2 separate regions of the Mus musculus genome follow, and region 2 is linked to region 1. Evidence: chromatin contacts called from public HiChIP or PLAC-seq data. All regions are on one chromosome and are shown on one strand. Each heading gives the region's core, a stretch centred on a gene start, on an enhancer-like site or on the middle of the called end of the contact. The rest is flanking DNA. Distances are from core to core; before and after follow the strand shown. Region 1 has its middle 66 kb from the start of Gm35545. Region 2 overlaps Gm35545 (a long non-coding RNA gene).

What was found. HiChIP or PLAC-seq counts read pairs in DNA pulled down with a chosen protein or histone mark.
Region 2: an H3K27ac HiChIP or PLAC-seq map of large pre-B cells shows a contact between it and region 1, with 4 times the contacts expected there. The contact joins two enhancer-like sites. A contact is called at or near these places in 2 of 15 datasets of contacts at CTCF or cohesin (large pre-B cells and pro-B cells), 4 of 484 Hi-C or Micro-C datasets (CD4 T cells, the CH12 cell line, myeloid progenitors and 1 more) and 3 of 115 datasets of contacts at active chromatin or transcription factors (bone marrow-derived dendritic cells, large pre-B cells and stem cell-derived neural progenitor cells).

What each region holds. Positions count from the first base shown.
Region 1 is chr16:19,151,224-19,154,269 of GRCm38.p6, forward strand. It overlaps Igl. Among named protein-coding and RNA genes, the nearest start is that of Gm35545, 66 kb to the right of the region's middle. Within about 2 kb of position 1,523, at least 25 of the 459 cell types and tissues checked have an H3K27ac peak or open chromatin away from gene starts, as enhancers often do.
Region 2 is chr16:19,244,551-19,247,400 of GRCm38.p6, forward strand. It overlaps Gm35545 (a long non-coding RNA gene), which reads left to right. Exons shown (of 6, transcript XR_875946.3): 6 at 1-628. It also overlaps Igl. Among named protein-coding and RNA genes, the nearest start is that of Gm35545, 27 kb to the left of the region's middle. Within about 2 kb of position 1,456, at least 10 of the 459 cell types and tissues checked have an H3K27ac peak or open chromatin away from gene starts, as enhancers often do.

The sequences.
Region 1 (3,046 bases), core at 273-2,772:
TACCAGGGATGCAATCTTATTCTCTGCTTAGGCTGTGATCTATGCCCTATGAGTGGGTGCTCGAGACCAATATATGGAACAGGAGAGTAAAAAGAGGTACTATCTGGTTTTTACCCTGAGGGAATGAGAAGAATATGATTTTGGGTAGACACAAGGCAGTATTTGGTATAGGAGACTTGGATGCTGATAGAACTTAAACTAAAAAGGGGAAAAAACAGTTTTAGTTCTTGTATGTGATTTTTAGCCCAGGGCAAGAACTGATGGGTCACAAAGCACACAACCCAGAAGGCTGCTGATAGCAGGGCTCAGGGGGCTCAAGGCCAGATGAACAAGTACAAAAGACTATTTCTGGCCAGATTTACAAATTTGAAAAGCCCCAGCATGAAACGAGATGCCACTAGCATCTTTTTTTGTCTTTTTAGTGTGTAAAATCACAGGGTCACTAATGACCAAAATGGACACTTAGAAATTTTCTAAGGCCAACATCAGGACCATCATCCCATTGCAGCAAAATCCCCAAAAGTAAGACAAAATTAACTCCCAAGTATTTTGACTTCTAAACCAGGCCCTTATATCTGATGAGTCAGGCAAACATCCAGGAACATAAGATATATGCCTGTGGTCACACAAGGTGTTTAGTGTAGAGTGTTACCCTCTTCTGGACAATGGACATACTTGCATGGAAGTTATTTCCATCTACCATGAAAATACCATGAAGAGCTTTACCTCATTTCAAGGGTGTAGAAATTAAATAGTTACAAGATCAGATGTTGATAGGGTCTAAGCTACAGGTAGTATGGCTTGTGGTAAACAAATAAATTGTTAAATGTGTGGAAGGTCAGCTGCAGAGAGTTCAGGATAGTCCAGAGGACTGTTATTTCTGTAGAAAATGTTGGTGGACATCCAGTAATATATACTGCTCCAAAGTTCATCAGCTCTTGACCCCAACTAAGCTACTCACTTTCCTTGGTAAATCTGTTGCCTTTTTGTACAATGTTTTCATTAAGAATAAGTCCCAGAGGATGGATTTGGAGGTTGAAAGAGATGTTACCTACATTGTTTTTGATATATGGGTCCTCTTACTAACCCTAGTCACTACTATCATCACTTAGGACCCTGACTAGACCTGTTCTCTAACTTTTTTAAATGATCTTCAAGTATTAACATTCCTTCTTTGAGGATCACCTTCAAGTTTTCCCAATGAGGATATCAGTAAATCCCCAGATCTCATATATCTTGGAAATCATAGAATTGTTCTAGGGTAGGGTGCATTGTGGATGTCGGATTCAGGCCTGGTAAGACAGAAATGCCTCAAATGTAGAGGACAAAATGAGAGATAGGACAAGGTGTGTGTGTGTGTGTGTGTGTGTGTGTGTGTGTGTGTGTGTGTGTAGGGGTGGACCTATTTGCTTTTTCCAGGTTTGCTCAACCTGATTTCTGTTGGCCACTTTGGAAATCCCCAAGCTAAAGTTAGTTCTGTGTTGACTTAAACAAAAACTCAAGGTCACAAAAAGAGAGAAATAAACAGAAGTGAAACCAAGCTGATGGTAAGCAAAGCATGACAAACAGAACCAGATGTGGGCCTTGAGAAGGAAAAGGCCATTTTGATTGTAGTTGAATGTGTCTCTCATAGGTAGGACTATCAAGTCAACATTACATCCCTTCAAAATCCAAGCAATAGTCCTAAGGCCTGATGCTGCCATCCACCTGCCTATGTCCTCACATTCCAAGCTCAGCCTTTAATATTAAAATCCTGGAAGTCTAGGGCAAATGAAGTTTTAGGACCAACCACTTTTCACTTTGCATGTTAGTAGGGTACCAGAGAGGAGTTGACTGGATCAGAACTATTGAGTTCTGTCTCAATTTCCTAACTTGGAAATAAATGGATAACTGAGTGAACAAGCACAAAAAAAATCCCTGTTTCTTGAAATTCTGTGAAAATGACACACGATTTCAGTCCTTCATAACTTTGTCTCCTGTGCCCACAGATTGGGACTTCCTCCTCATAACCCAGATATTCTGCTTTCATGACTTCATCACAGAGATATCACGTGGCCTAAGTGACATGGAGACTCAAAGCTAGAGTTTTATTATTTTCTTTGGTGTGTGTGAAAAAAATTGGGGGCCACTTGTTTGTCACAGTAATCATGTTTTGTTATTTTTTTTTGGTGTGTGTGTGTGTTTGTGAAAAATGGTAGGGGCCACTTGTATGTCACAGTAATCATGTGGGGGCCAAAGACCAACTTGTTAGAGTTTATTTCATCATTGAGTCTCAGAAAGTGGATTAAAAGGAATGTTTACTCTGCTGAGCCATCTCACTGGCCCCTTAGGGTACACTTTTAACAAGAAAATTATATACACTTTCACAGGGGCTAAGTTGCCTTGGAGAAGGGACTAGATGAATGTCTACAGCAGTGAAGAGGGTCCCATGGGCACATGAAAAGGATAATGTCTCATCTTTATTTAATGACATTATTTCTTACAGAGAATAATCTAGAAAGAGCCACACCAACACACTTTCAGGGTGCTTTATAGGAAAAACCAGATTTTTTTTATTAAAAAAATGAATTTTATGTATATGGATGTTTTGTTAACAAGTATGTCTCTATCATATGCATGTGTGTTGCCCAAAGAGTCCAGAAGAAGGCATTGGATCACCTGAACTGGAGCTATATTTGTGACTTATTACGTGGATAGTGTGAATTGAATCCAAGTCTCCTGAGAGAGCAGCCCATCCTCTTATCTACTGAGCCATCTCTCCAGCCCAGAAATTTGTTTCTACATGTTTTCTAGTTTTTCAAAGAACATGTTTTATAATTATAAAACAAAAGCATGGGGTGATTTAATAATCATTATTCTCTTTTTGAGAAAAGCTGCCAATGCATATGTAAAAGCATGGATACTGTGTTACTTTCAAGAGGTTAAAAGGTGAGCTGTGAGCTAGGTACATGGGTTTATTAATATAATTCCAGGACTTGAGAAGCTGAGACAGGAGGGTGATCCAAAAATACAGATTCAAGATGAACTATATTACAATATCTGTTAC
Region 2 (2,850 bases), core at 206-2,705, 93 kb after region 1:
CTTTTGTGTTATTTCTTACAGTATTAAAAGACTGGAAGAGGAGAAATATACTTTAATTTTGATTTAAGACCAGAAATTGTTTAAGTTTAGAGATTCATTGCAATCCTAAAACTAGAAATATGACTTAATGTCTCAATGTCCTTGGGGATAAGATATTGTGTCAAGATGAAAGAAATGTGTGACAATTCAGAAATACTTTACAAATGATTACTTGGTTTGTTTGTTTCATGGGATCACAGCAACATCATAAAAATAATAAAGCAATAAAAAAACCTGTATGAGTCAATAAGAGTGAACTGTGTTATCTCACAATGATTTCTGCTGGACAGATTTGCAAAATGTACATGCTGAATTAAGCGCCACACTGCACCTTTTCCTTCTCTTCTGTGACTCAATTATTTGTGGACAATCTTAGGCGATCGTTGGTCAGCAGTTTCAAAGTCAGTATCCAGACTGTTCTTCACATGGTAGTCTATTGTTACATCCATGTGTTCTCATAGGCATCTAGTAAAGGCATGGGGAACTCAGTGGTTCAGCATAACCTCATCTGACTCCTGGAAACTCTAGTGGTATTTACAATTCATAAAAGAGATTATATCCTGTGGTACTCAGACTTATCATTTCAGCATATCTTATTTAGGGGGAAATTTCTTACCTAATATCAAAGAAGAAATTATTTCATAGCCTTTTAAAACTATACAATGGATTTGCATTGCCATTAAATGAAGACTTGTAAAATAACAAATTAAGAATGAGTAGTTACTTCATTTTGATCTAGTTGTATAAAGAATATAACTGATAATGATTCTTTCTTGAGACCTTTTAACTCTAGTATTACAAACAAACATATCTAAGGGAAAATTAACATGTTTGAAATCTGTACTTTTAAAAACCTCTACCAAAATAGTTGACAAAATCTTTCCTTGTATTACTTTAACTAGAACACAAATGAAAACAAGTAGTTCCCTTCACCTTCTTTTCTCTGGAGTGTCAACAATACAATGGCTACAGAACCTGATAGTGGATCACACTATCAAAGAACAGTGATCATTCCAAGTTTCAAGTAAATGTTTATTTCTTGCTTGGGGAGGAGATTCTGAAGAGAAATAGCTGTTAAGAACGAGTCAAAGAATGAAACAGGTCATTCCAAAGGCATGCATCTTTATTTGCCATAAAACCTGACCGAGATAGAGGAAATCTGGGAAAATCAATCAGCATCCAGCCCATGCTGTAATGTTTCCAGAGATTTCCAGGACTCACAGATGCTGCAGCACTAGGGAGTTCTTAGGTTATTTGGCACATGGTGATTTGGTATATCATTAGCATTTTACTATCACCACTATTACTACATTAGATCTTTCCAGGCAAAGAGACAACCCTACTCTCAGGGAGGTTGCACAACTTTGAGGAAACACTTGCAGTTTTGTATTCTCTAATTCTGACCACTGAGCTTGATGCAGGATATTACATGTGAGTCAGGAGTCAACTTCATAACTTGCCAATTTCTGAGAAGTACACAGTGTCCCCTGCTGGATCATGAATACGTTCTTCATAATATGCATGAAATATCTTTTGCATATTTTCACTTCCCCTATTATAGGATCTTTAGTTTCTCTTAAAAATGCTAACTTATTTTTGTTATATGTTAAAATTCTACTCATTAATTTTCTTTGATTTATTGACTTTATGTATTTGTGATCCCAAGTAATTTTTCTCTGAATCAAAAATAACTGTAATTTTCATCTTTATAGGATTCTGTGATTTTTTTCAAGTTGAAAAACCTTTTTAAAAATTAATATTATTTAATTACATTCCAAAGTTGTCCCCTCCTGGTTTGCTTTTCCAGAGTTCTTCACCCCATCCTACCTCCCCCTCACCTCCGAGAAGGAGATCCACATTGCCACCAATACCCCCTTCACTGTGGCATCAAGTCTCTACATGATAAGACCCATCTTCTCACACTGAGACTAGACAAGGCAGTACTCTTCTACATATGTGCCTGGGGCATCAGAGCACCTCTGCTATAATCTTTGGTTTGTGATTACTCTTAGGAAGTTCCCAGGGCCCATGTTAGTTGACACTGTTAGTCTTCCTATGTATGGGATTTTCATTCCCTTCATTTCTTTCATTCCTTTCCTTAACTCTTCCAGAGTTCCCAAACTCAGGCAAATATTTGGCTGTAATTATCTGTATCTGCTTCAGTCAGTTTCCAGTAGAGCCTCTCAGAGGACAGCAGTGCTAGGCTCAAGTCTGCAAGCACAACATGGCATTCATAATAGTGTCAGGATTTTATGCCTGCCTATGGGATGGATCCTAAGTTGGGCAAGGCACTGGATAGCCTTTACTACAAACTCTGCTCCATTTGTATCCCGACATTTCTTTTAGATAGGAACAATTCTGCATCAAAAAAGTTGAAGGTGAGTTGTTGTCCCCATCCTTCCAGTGGGTGCCCTGTATAACTAATGGAAGTGGTATCTTCTCCCCACTGTTGGACATGTCAGGTAGGATCAATTCCTGTGAGCCTCTCACATCCCAGGTTTATAGGACTTCCTATAGGTTCTCCTGCAACCACCCTCCATGGCTCCATATTTTCATTCATTCTTCTGGTTTTTTTGGACTTCTCTCCTGTCTCCCCTATACCTGATAATTGCCCTTTTCCCCTCCCCCCATCTCACCCAGGTCCCTCCCTCCCTCTGTCTTTGATAATTATTTTGTTAATTATAGTTAATATTTACCTACAATTGGAGCATTTGACCCACTTCAATGTTTGTGTACATGTACTGTATTTTTCTTATTGACACTGTAACTTTCTATTATATAATAAAAACTATGTTTTTTTCATTTAAGTTT